Regions from separate parts of the Gossypium hirsutum genome. Here regions 1 and 2 are each linked to region 3. Evidence: chromatin contacts called from public Hi-C data. All regions are on one chromosome and are shown on one strand. Each heading gives the region's core, a stretch centred on a gene start, on an enhancer-like site or on the middle of the called end of the contact. The rest is flanking DNA. Distances are from core to core; before and after follow the strand shown.

What was found. Hi-C and Micro-C count contacts between places; a contact is called where the count stands out from the background.
Region 1: a Hi-C map of leaf shows a contact between it and region 3, with 6 times the contacts expected there. The contact joins two enhancer-like sites. A contact is called at or near these places in 4 of 34 Hi-C or Micro-C datasets (hypocotyl, leaf and petal).
Region 2: a Hi-C map of leaf shows a contact between it and region 3, with 3 times the contacts expected there. The contact joins two enhancer-like sites. A contact is called at or near these places in 4 of 34 Hi-C or Micro-C datasets (fibers and leaf).

Annotation. Positions count from the first base shown.
Region 1 is chrA06:118,588,365-118,592,664 of Gossypium_hirsutum_v2.1, forward strand. No RefSeq gene overlaps it. Among protein-coding and RNA genes, the nearest start is that of LOC107943278, 32 kb to the left of the region's middle. Within about 2 kb of position 1,932, at least 4 of the 9 cell types and tissues checked have an H3K27ac peak or open chromatin away from gene starts, as enhancers often do. A contact at or near this core is called in leaf, where this site is marked.
Region 2 is chrA06:118,615,684-118,619,871 of Gossypium_hirsutum_v2.1, forward strand. No RefSeq gene overlaps it. Among protein-coding and RNA genes, the nearest start is that of LOC107963125, 59 kb to the right of the region's middle. Within about 2 kb of position 2,203, at least 1 of the 9 cell types and tissues checked has an H3K27ac peak or open chromatin away from gene starts, as enhancers often do. A contact at or near this core is called in leaf, where this site is marked.
Region 3 is chrA06:118,689,988-118,694,547 of Gossypium_hirsutum_v2.1, forward strand. No RefSeq gene overlaps it. Among protein-coding and RNA genes, the nearest start is that of LOC107962070, 7.0 kb to the right of the region's middle. Within about 2 kb of position 1,579, at least 5 of the 9 cell types and tissues checked have an H3K27ac peak or open chromatin away from gene starts, as enhancers often do. A contact at or near this core is called in leaf, where this site is marked.

The DNA.
Region 1 (4,300 bases), core at 682-3,181, 100 kb before region 3:
ATTATTTTGCATTTGCCTCACATTAGTTAAGACTTTTCTGATCATTTCAAGCATCTTTGTTTTTTTTTTCTAATTAGGCTGTCATATATTCTATTGGTCATGTTGATAACTCAAGAAAACCACGAGAAATACTACTCTTGTCGTTAGAATAACGTCAACATACTTTGTCTTTATATATACATGTTAAGTTGTTTAAATAAATTAACCCTAATATTTGTTTTCTCCTCTTTGAAACTTAGTATCGAGGTATATAATTTAGTGTTTGAGTCATTGGTTAAGCGTGCTCACCCATATGAGATGGAATCATAGAAATTGCGAATGTGTGTGAGTGATTTACTTGTACCAATCTAGCATGGACTTTGTATATAATAAGCCTTTCTTTATGTAATCCAAAGGTTGAAGCTAGGGTTGGCCTCCTTTTTAGTTGGTAGATCAGCCAGCATCAAATTTCTGATCCACTTAAAATTTTTTCATTCATTCCCTACGTAACTTCATATTAAAACCACAATAAATATAGTTTTCTGTAAATGAATCAGAAGCAGTACGATGAATAACAAAGAAAAAAAAAAAGGAAATGTCTGAAATCTGAGGCACAAGGGTGGCTGAGACAATGAATGAAGGCAGTTCCCCACACTTTGTGGCTACACTTACGTTTGTGAGTTTGTGGTTTTAACAGCACCCAACATTTTGGGTCATTCCTTAGCGGTTAGCTTACACCCGAATCTACTCAAACCCTGACTATGACTAATTATTAGATTTTAAAGTACAAATATATATCCGATCAATTATAGTATAGTATCAAACAAAACTCACGCATTGTAAGATTAAAAACATATACATCGTAACTGCGTATAGTAAAATTCAGATATGGTTAATTAAGAATTTAAAGCATCTAGAAAGCCTTATTGGCAATGAGTATTAGATTAGATCAAATCAATTTAAATGAAAATTTTTAAATTAATAAAATTGATGAGTCTTATTTTATCAATCAAAATTAATTTAATATTTTAAGGAATTGAATGAAAAAAAATTAAATCGAATAAACTTAAAATGAAATTTATATTGACTCAAAATGTTTAACTATAAAAAGTATAGTTATGATAACATAAAATTTCAGTTATATGTAAGTCAATTCTATTTTTACGGATGAACAAATAATTTAAAAAACAATAGAAATTTCATTACAAATATAGGTATTTTGTTCAGGATATAAGTTAGAAACTACTAATTTGATTGTTCAAATTTCAAAAACTTAAATAAATTGAAAATTATTATTTTAATTGATTGAATTTTTAACAGGATTGATAATTTATAATAATAAAAAAGTGATAGAATTTGTTTCAATGAAAAATATGGAAAATAATTAGTAGTTAAGGAATTACTTATCATGGTGATTTTTTTCTAATTATTTTTATTTATTTATTTCTTTAATATTATTGTTTAAATAATTTACTTTTAAATTCTTTAAAAGTTATATTTAGTAAATAGTTTAATTAGTTTCATACGTGAGTAATATATCAAATATATTTTATAATTTAAAATAAATAATTAAAATTTTAATATTTAATCTTTTAATTTATCAAATATTATAAAAATTATAAAAAAAATTGAAAATTACTTGGGAGATCAGAAATGGCTTGATCAAAACTATACAAAGAATTGGATTGAATTTGATTAAAAAAACTGGGTTGAATTATAATTAATTATTGTAATTATTTGATTTAAATAAATAATTTGAATTGATTTAAAATTAAAAATTATAATCAAATTATCTAAAAATCGAAGAAGGTGTGAAATAAGGGGACTTGATGGAAACCAGGTGGGCCTTGTGTAGCCATGACATCATCTACAATTATTGGCCTCTGCTAAAGTTGAAAGAGGAAACATATGGATAAAATAAAAGGGGAGCCTATAGATGCATCATGCATGGAATGGAAATGGATGCCATGTTTTCCTCCCATTATAGGCCTAGAAGTAGGGCCCTATGTCCATCTCTACGGGGCCCTCCCCTCCCAAATGTCATTGTCCATTACCCCATATCAGGGTTTTTACTAAAAAAGTATAAAAAAAAATTAAAAAATTCAAAAATAATACAGCAAAAAAAGTAATTACGAAAATGGTATGTCAGGGTGGTCACGCCAATCTGACAGGCGGTACCACCCTGACAAACAGTAACCGCACAGTAAAAAAAATTGAAAAAGAAAAAAAGCTGAAAACGAAAAAAAAAATAAAATATTGGACATGTGGGTGCCAGAGGCGGCACCAGTGTTGCCTCTGGCAGAGGCGGCACCAGTTGTGTGGGTCCCACAGGCGGCACCTAAGCGCTATAAAACCAACCAGAACCAGCAACCCCGGGAGCAAGATTCAGCAACAAGGAGTAGAAAATAAAAGGAAAGAAAGGAGAAGAGAATGAAGAAAAAGAAGGTATAATTTTTTTTAAATAATGAATTTTTATATTGTTAATGTGTTTTTGCTGTTATTATTATTGTTGATTTTTATTTTTTTTTGTTGTCAGTTATTAATATTGTTAGTAAAAAAATATTGTTATTATTGTTAGTAAAAAACTATAATTATTGTTAGTTATTATTATTGTAAAAAAAAACCTAAAAAAGCCTATTTATGTTATGTCAAGAATATATTATTTTCTTATATGTGTTTTAGGTAGATTTTTTACCCATATTATTTAAAAATAAAATAAAATAGCGAAATAAGTTGTTTGAAAGATTAAGTATCATTTTTGGCACTTTTGGCACTTAATCTTTCAAACAACCTATTTTGGTATTTTATTTTATTTTTTATATTATTAGGGTAAAAAACTCGTTTTAGGTTGATTTTAAATGGTTAAATATAAAGATAAATGTTGTTTATGTATAAAATGAGAACTGAAAAACTATGAGCTTATGAATGACAAAAATTGCATATTGAGTAATTAAATTTTTTATTTAAGTAGTTTATTTGGTGTTCGAAATTATTTTGAGAAAGTTTATTTATTTTTTAACAGATTGAGCATTGAAGATGGATAATCAGTTTTTCGTATGCGTTTATTTCGATGGAATTATCTTGACAACAACCGTTGGATGTATATTTGAATGTCGGCAACAAATAGCAATGAGATTTAATAGAAATGTCTCGTTGGATGATATGAAGGGAAGAATTAACGTAAAAATTGTTAGACGTTGTGGGAGAAGAATCTCGAAACTTTTCTACAAGTTTCCAGTTTCGACAGATCCAATCAAATTCACTGAAATGGAACTTGTAGACGACGAAGACGTGGAGACAATGATCACTCTTTACTGTGGGAATGGGAGTGACAAAAATGCACCAATTCACTTATTTGCTGAGTTAACCGGTATGGAGGAAAATGAAAATCTCACTGCATATGGTGAAGAACATAGAGCTCAAGAACCTTGCATGGTGGCTCCAATATCGTACATTGATAGTGAATCGACTATAGGTGGGATCGATATCGATCTTAATGTTACACCCGATATGGATGTGGTTGGTGATGATGGTTACGATAGTAGTGATCCTTGTTATCAAGAAGTCGATAGTGATAGTGATCCCGATGTGGATGATGTCCCCGATGATATTGATGATGAAGACGTGAATGACGATGGAAACATTAACGCGTCTTCGGTCGGGAACCAGATGCGACGTGTTGTGATTCACAATAATCCTGGGCCACATATGTCGCTCATAGACCCCGACATGGCGCATGTAGCCGAGTTTCCAGAGTACCCTGAAATACTTCCTGCTCACCGACTGGCCGTAAATTCTGATCCTGAGGAGTTATTCGTTGGCCAAAGATTCGAAAGTAAAGAAGAGTGCGTATTTGCTATTAAGCGGTATAGCATGAATATATCAGTAGATTATAAAGTTGCAGTGTCTAAACCGACATTATATATTGGAGAGTGTTGGAAGTCGGGGGAAGGCTGCAATTGGCGGGTACGAGCTGCATTTATTCAAAAATCGCAGATGTGGGAGATACGCAAATTTGTTACGCCTCACACATGCACATCAACACGTATGATAGAAGATCATCGAAAACTTGATTCTAAAACTATCTGTACGTGTATATGCCAATGGTGAAGGACATGCCGACCATTAACGTTTCGGTACTGATTGCCGAAATACAAGCACGATTTCAGTATCGGGTGTCATATCGAAAGGCATGGATAGCAAAACAGATGGCAATAGAGAAATTGTATGGGGATTTCGATGCGTCATATAACGAGCTACAGGGATGGATAGCCACTATGCGGGAGTACGTACCAGGGACCGTCATTGAGTTACAGACGCG
Region 2 (4,188 bases), core at 953-3,452, 74 kb before region 3:
CTTCATTGTCAACTTCAAATCCATTTTTCTTTACATCTTCTACTTGTTCCTTGATTAACTTTAGCTTGACATATTCCTTTTGTGCATTTTCATAGCTCGTAACAAAGTAATGTATGAATATCCATTTGACTTTAATTTCAAATTAGAATTCATTGCTTTTAGAGTTGTCAATGACTTTCTACTCAGGCATTAGCTAAAACATTTGCTTTTCCAGGATGGTAATCAATGACACAATCATAATCCTTTATTAACTCAATCCATTTCCTCTGTCTCCTACTAAAAGACTTTAGTAGGTTATGAAATAGATACTATGGTATCTTTTGAAAATTGTTGACATTAGTTTAGTCTTTGAACAAGTCTCCTACTAAAAGACTTTAGTAGATTATGAAATAGATTCTGTGGTATCTTTTGAAAATTGTTAACATTAGTTTAGTCTTTGAACAAGATAAAACACTTGCTCAATAAGTGATTGGAAATGTTGATCTAGATTTCACTGGTGGTTTGGATAAGCATTGATCATTGTTGATAAACTATTAGATCTATTTACTCTTGCTAAAGCTCTAGTAACTTAGAAGTCTACGTTTACATTTTGCAATGTCTCTGTCTACTACAGAGGTAGAGTATATGGTTGTTTCAGAATTTGTTGCAGAGGCAATTTTGCTTAGTGGATTGTTAGAAGATTTAGGAGTTTTTCAAATTTATATTAGTCTATATTGATAGTCATAATGTTTTTCATTTAGAGGAAATTCAATTTACCATACAAGAACTAAACATATCAACTTGAGGGTCACTTTAAGCGAGAAATCTTTGAATAAAGAAATATTCGACTTTAGAAAATTGCAATAGTAGAAATCTTGTGGGTATGATAACTTGGGGTGGTGGTAGTAATTAAGCTCAATAATTGTTTGGATTTGATTATTATCTTGTAAGCTTAAACACCTTTGAGTGTATGGTGCAATTATGAGCGCATTTGGGGGCATTATAGAAGACAACTTCATCAAATTTGGAGAGTGAAAGAATTGAGAAGTCTGAGTGGGACTATCAAACTCGCCAAAGGTGGAGACTTGTTGAGTTTTGGTTTTATTTGTAATACCACATTGGGAAAGTATACTTTGTTTGTGTCATAGGCTCCCTATAAAAAGGATCTTTGTTTTGGAATCCCAAATTGGAAAGTATGAGTTGTGGGAATCTTATGCTTATTATATAATGACGCCTACCCTTTCCTTTTTGAAATGTCTCAATAGTTTAAAAATCGTTAAAAGTAGTTTTGGAAATCCTTTAATTAAGAGTTTGATTAATTTTTTTTTGAGATAATGAAGTCATCATTTGGTACAGTGTTAGAGGACATAGGCAAATTGCCAAGCCTCACAAATTTAGTGTGTTGTTTCCCTTATTCTCTTTATTTAGTTTTTTGGGGTTCATTTTTATATTCAATAATTTCAATAGTTATTTGTCAGGTTTATTCATTACGTTTAGGTAGCTTCAAATTGATATTAAGTGTTCAGCATTGAACTTACATTAAGAGGGAAACATCCTGATTTTCCTAACACCTAAGATGACTTCAAGTCATGTGCGAAAATCAGGTATCATCTACATCTTCCTCATCTTCATCTCTTTACTGGTATTCTATCGAAACCCCTTCTTACTTCAACCATTATCTAATGGTTCTCATTGACTTAATAATTAGAAAGCATCCCGGAGTTCAAGCTATAATGCCCCCATTACTCACTTTCTCTTTGCAGGACTTTTGGCAAAACAGACACAACTTTTAATAGCATTTACTTCATTAATAAACTTGATTATTTATTATCCTCCAATGACTAAATTTCGATAAAATCCAAACTAAATATTATCAAATTAAATTTGTAAATCTAAAAGCAATTAATTGAACATAGGTTATGAGAGGTAAAAAAAAAAAAACTGGCATGATGAAAGTAGGAGGGAAATTGAAATGTGGCTCAAATGGTTCATTGTTCTTGAAATAAAAACAAAGACCTAAAAACTTACTGATAGACTATAGTAATTAGGAGTAGGGTAGCAATTTATTGATGTGATAGTGAGAGTGACCATCAATCCTAAATTTGAAATTAGATTTCTCAAATAGTTTTTAATTAATTGAAGTCAATGACAAAGTTAATATACGTGGAAACCGCAGTACTTTCCCTAGTCAAGCACTGAGCAGCAGTAGTAAATTCGTAAAGTAGATACAGTTGGCATTGGATTTGGGGTTGACAATTATGAATCGTTTACATTTAAAGCTGCTCATCCTTAGAGTATAAAATATTTGGCTGTTTATATTAAAGATGAAATAGACAGGCAAATCAATAAGAGTGGAAGTGCATTTTTCTTTCCTTTTAACCTTCAACTTACGTCCAATATGAAAACATTTTAAGGGGACACATTTCTTTTTGGCTACGTGTTATAATTTTACACACATATCTGTCTTCCTTTGCTATTTTTTCATTTCTTAATCCACAATTGGTTTGCTCATTTTTGTTTTACGGTTTATAGGATTAATTTTTTTGTGATCCATTTTGATTTTTCTGTTCGATTTAGAGTTTATTTTTTGAGAAGATTTACTTTATCAAGGTTAAAGTCAAAATTTTCTTTAAAAGGATCGAGATTGTGTTTTAAATTTTTGTGAGAGTTAAAACATAAATTTATTGTTATATTAACTTCTAATTTTTTAGTTTTTAGAAATTTTAAATTAAAATTTTATCATTTTTAAATGGACCAAAATTAAATTTGTCATATATATATATATTTACAACCTTTAAATAGACTAGAACATAAAATTTTCATCTTAAGAGGGTCCAGACCTCTACGTGCCCCTAGTGTAGTGCCCCTAGTGTAGTTCTTGTACTTTGCATAATTTCATTTGTAAAATAAGAAAGGATCATGAATAAATATATATACCTATATAACCTTATACTATATAATGTCATTTTTAATGGCATGATAACTTATTTGACTCTTCAACTTTATAAAAAAAATTACTTTAACATTCCATTTAATTTTTTACTTTTTTAGCCTTTAAACTTGTATTTTTTATTAAATCACCCAAAAATGAATAGAAAAATTAACGTTTTTTTTAAAACTTTGTTGATGTGGAATAAACGTGAATTATCATGTAGATGATATATCAACATTTAATTAATTTTTAGAATTTAAAAATTTCAAAAAAATATTAAAATTATTAAAAAGTATAAATAAATATTTTTAAATTTTAAAAATTAATTAAATGTCGACATGTCATTTAAGTATATACATCATCAGTAAAGTTAACAAATATTAATTTTTTTCAACCATTTTGAATTGATTTGATAAAAAATACAAAATTAAATATATTTAAATCCAAAATTAATAATTATTTTGATTTTAATTACCCACCAAATTAAAAAAAATATATTTTACTCTGAAATTTAGTTATAGTTTCGTCTCAATTTTGTGAACCTCTTGAGGGGTTGGTTCATCAATTTCAAGACTTGAAAACAATTTTCCAACAACTTTTGGTGCTAAAAGAGGCGCCTGCCATTCTAATAGAAGCCAAGTCATTGACAACAACCACAGCAACAAAACTGAACTTTCAAATCATTAATGATAGGTGATGTATATTAGATTATTAGTTAGAGAAAAAAGAAATGAGATAGATACGGCGGTATTGTATTGGAATAAATGTATCCATTTTTATGTATTTTACTGAAGATAATATTATTATTATTTTGAAGAATTTTATTATAGATTTTAATTGTATTTATTTTTATATAATATTTAAAACTATTTATAATCTTTTTTCAACTTATAAATAAGAAGATAATACACTTCATCGCACTTGAACTCACGTCCTCCTATTAATAACAATAGGGATGATAATAATTTTTTTATAAAATTATTTTTATTAATTTATGTATAAATATTTATTTTTATATTTTTAAATTTTAAAAAATAATTTATAAATTAAATAAAATAAAAATTAGTCTTGTCTTAATATTAGCACCTTTTTATCATGTGAATTGAAAATGGAATAGATTTAAGTAATACCATTTTAAAATAACTTTTAAGATGAAATTAAGTTATTCAATCCTATTTATAGTTAGTGGAAAATATTAAAATGATATAGATAAAAATTATAAAGATAGATCAACACATGAATATGAATAAGTAGCAGAACCAACATAAAAAGATAAA
Region 3 (4,560 bases), core at 329-2,828:
TTTTTTATTTGGCTAGCCAATATAAGGGCTTGAATGATATACTTATTCATTTTGTATATGGCCATGGGATATGGCTCATTTCGATGTAGGTTGTAAACCTACTAATTGTTCATGGTTATGCTTAAATGTTTCATGTGATGGTTAAATACGGTATATCATGAATGAACATGTGAAATGTGGCCAAATCATTTGGAGATGGTTAGGTCATAATTGGCAATGAGTTATAAAATGAGCCAAGTATAAAATGTGATTATTGAAATGGTAATCCTTAATACAAAAAGGATAACCTAACATGTGCTAAACCAATGATATGAGGTTAACAAGGAATAGACTATGCCAAGGTGGGTTATGGACCTATTTAGGCCATGTTAAATACCGTTGAAGTTTATAAATGTGTATGGATGTTGAGGGTGACCATTGGCTTGGAAAATAGCCTCCAAAAAGGTACACATGGATAGACACACCCCTTGGGCGTGTTGCTCAGTTGTGTGTCCCCTGCACCTTGAATTTTTAGGCCAGTATGCATGGTAGAAAACATACGGACAGAGACACGGCTGTGTGTCTCAGTCGTGTGGAGGACATGGCCTTGCACACGGGCGTGTGCCTTGGCTGAATGCCCCTAGATGGATGATGACGTCATAAACAGAATGTCCAGGTTTTTGGACACGGGCGATGACATGGGCGTGTCTAGACCGTATGAGAGAAACGAGCTAGGGACACGGGCGTGTGCTCGACTGTATGAAAACCCCTGCAGGTTTGAAATGAAAAATAAATTCCAATAATTCAACACGGGTAAGGGACACGGGCGTGTCCCAATGCACACAGGCGTGTGCATTGCCTCCACACGGACGTGTGAGGCTTAAACCTATAAATTTTCTAAAGTTTTCTAAAGTCCTCAGTTTAGTCCCAGATCACTTTTAATGCATGTTTTGGACCTCGTAGGTCCATAATTGGGACAATACGATTCTGTTTAATCGGTTTTAAATTGAAATGAAATTTTATAGCTCGTATTTTCTGGTAATGCCCCGTACCTCATCCCCGTCTCGAGTACGAGTAAGGGGTGTTACAGAGGTGTACGGGGTTCTACGGAGCACCAGGGGAGACTATGTGTGAAGTATATTAGAACTTGTTACGAACATTGAATGACTCCCCACATATTCCTTAGGTTGTTATAGGGGATTTCAATGAAATTACTTTTTCAACTGAAAAGAAAGGCGGGCTTCCATGGAGGAAAAGGCAAATGTGTAGATTTCGGGATGTTATGGAATATTGTTCTTTCACTGATCTCGGTTATAGTGGGCATTGATCCACTTGGGAAAAAGGTCATATAAAAAATAATAATATTCAAGAACATTTAGATAGAGGTATTGCAAATTCTATTTGACGGGATTTATTTTTGAATTTTAATTTATCTCATTTGTTACATGCGTTTTCAGATCATTGTCCTTTATTGCTTAATTCAATTTTTGGAAATCAACATCCAAAGCAGTGGCATTTTAGAATTGAAGCAACATGGCTTTTGGAGGAAACGTGTGAAATGGAGGTTAGTAGGATTTGGGCTGATAGTTTGGGTGATGTTCCAAGTAAGATAAAGACGGTAGAAATGGGCCTTAAGAAATGGTTCAACAAAATTAAAAAACAGAGGTCTCTAACGGGGAAAGATTTTGAACAATAGTTGCTTAAATTGAATGAAGCTATTCCCACAGATGAGATTTTGGGAGAAATTGTGGAGACAAAACTGGCGCTTAACATAGAGGCTGATAGGTAGGAGCTTTATTGGGAGCAGTGAGCCAGAGCGAATTGGCGAAAAAATGGGGATAGAAACACAAATTTTTTTCTATAGATTGGCAACAGATCGTCGACGGAGAAATAGGGTGGATGGAAAGGGTAATATTCATGAGAGCAATACTGATTTATTAGTGTTGGCCACAGATTATTTTAATACCTTATTTACATCGAAAGGTGTTGGAAACCCAAATTCTATTTTGGAAGCTGTTGAGCCATGTATATCTCAAATGATAAATGAGGATCTTGAAAGGGATTTTAATTACAAAGAGGTGTATTTGGCTTTAAAAGCTATGAACCCTTTAAAACCTTTAGGGGAGGATGGTTTAGGGGTGATTTTTTATTAACGGTTTTTGCATATTGTAGGTAAAGAGGTGGTAGATTTTTGCATTGAGACGTTGTATGGGCTTCATAACATGGTTGAAATAAACAGTACAAGAATTGTCTTGATCCCCAAGGTTAGTTCTCCTCGTTTCATGACTCATTCTAGACCTATTAGTCTTTGTAATTTTTTATACAAAATTATTTCAAATATGCTTGTGAATAGGCTTTAAAAGGTCCTTCATTTTTGCATTGACGAAGCACAAAGTGCTTTTGTTCCGGGAAGATTCATTACCGATAACATCATAGCAGCATATGAAATTTTACACTCAATAAAGAGAAATGGGTAGGGATAGAAAGATCATGTACCTTAAAACTTGATATGAGTAAGGTATATGACCGTGTTAAATGGTTTTTTGTGCAAGTTATGCTTCAAAAGATAGGTTTATCGGATCAATAGGTTGAGAAAGTCATGCGTTGTGTGACCTCGGTTTCTTACTCTGTGGTTATAAATGGGGGATGGGTAATTCATTCCTCCCGTAAAGGGGTCTTCATCAATGAAACCCTCTTAGTCCCTATTTATTTCTTATTTGTGGAAAAGGTTTATCAGCTCTTTTTCAAATGGCAGCTACAATAAGTGTTCTTAAAGGTTTTCATATAAATAAACACACTTCTTGGGTTACCCACTTATTTTTCGCCAATGATAGCCTAATTTTTGGCGATGCAACAGTTGATAGGATTAAAGCGCTTAAACAAAATTTGGAGGTCTATGCCCAGAGTTCAGGTCAAGATATTAATTTCGACAAGTTTGGGATCTTTTTCAGCACAAATGCCAATCAGAATAAAAGAGAAGATGTGTGTCAAATTTTTGGGGTTAATTTGAACATTAATCCGAAAAAATATCTCGGGCTTCCATCAATGGTAGGGCGTAATAAGAAGATGGCTTTTAAGGAGCTTAAAGAGAAGTTAATTAAAAGGGTATCTAGTTGGAGTTCGAGATTACTTTCTATGGGTGAGAGGGAAGTTCTTATTAAAGCTGTGCTTCAGGCTATTCCTTTGTATGCTATGACTTGTTTCTTGCTACCGTCGTCAGTCTGCAAAGAGCTGGAATCTGTCATAGCCCGTTTCTGGTGGCAAAAGAAATCTGGAAGAAAAAGTCTTCATTGGTATTCATAGAAAAAGTTGTTTGTGCCAAAAGATGAGGGGGGATGGGGTTTCGAGATTTGTCAAAATTTAATATTGCACTACTAGCGAAGCAGGGCTAGCGTCTAATAGAAAACCTGGGTTCACTAACAACGCATTTACTTAGAGCAAAATATTTCAATGGATCAAATTTAATGGAGGCTTTTCTAGGAGCTAATCCATCGCTTGTATAGAAAAGTATCTGGTGTACAAAATGACTTTTAGGCTCTGGATTAAAATGGAGGATTGGATCTGGAATATCTATGTCAATAGGCAAGCTTATTGGTTGCCAGGGGAAGATCAATGACTTATTTCTAAGGGCAGGGTGACTGGAATGGAATGTGTGTCTGATTTGATTTTGCAGAATCCTAATCGATGGAATAGAAACCTCATTTATTCAACCTTTATAGTTGAAGAAGCTGATAAAATTTTGAGTCTTCCTATTCCTATTACTAAGTCTTCCTATTCCTATTACTAGTCAATTTGATAAATTAGTTTGGTCTAGTGAAAACTCAGGCATCTATTTTGTGAAAAGTAGTTATAAGATGCTATTAGATCCCCCAAACTTGAATTTAAATGAGCAAAAGTTATTTAAGCAAATAATGAGCTTAGTGTGTCCTTCAAAAATTCGCATTTTAATCTGGAAATTCGTGAAATTTTATGTGCCTACTTATCAGAACTTATATTTTAGGAGATTGATCACTGATAACAAATGTTTGCGTTGCCGACAGCTTTGTGAATCCTCTACCTACATTGTTCATGATTGTTTGTTTGCTGCACAAGTTTGGTCCAAATTAAATTTTCAGTAGTTGAGTTCAATTGCAAATTCAAACTTTATCAAGTGGTTGAACTGGCTTTTGGAGAATTCAGCTAGTAATAAAAAAAGATCAGATTGCTATTACAATTTGGGCACTTTGGTTTTCTCGAAACAAATATCTCCATGAGAAAAAGACATAAAGTACAGAATAAGATGTTACTTCCAGTATGAGTTTTGGTATGAAATATTGGGGTAGCACATTGACTTTAAAGCATCCTAAACCATGATCCATGGTAAAATGGATGTCCCTTCCACAAGGCTGGGTGAAAATTAACGTCGATGCTAGATTTTCTGTTGCAGACAAGCATGCAGTTTCAGGTTTTATCATAAGAAATGAGGAAGGCCTTATAATGGGTTCTGGCTTTAAAGGTCATAACCTGGTTGATCTATGGTGATTGCTGAAGCGATTGCAGTACTGTATGGGCTCTAATTTGCACTAGATTTGGGATTCAAAA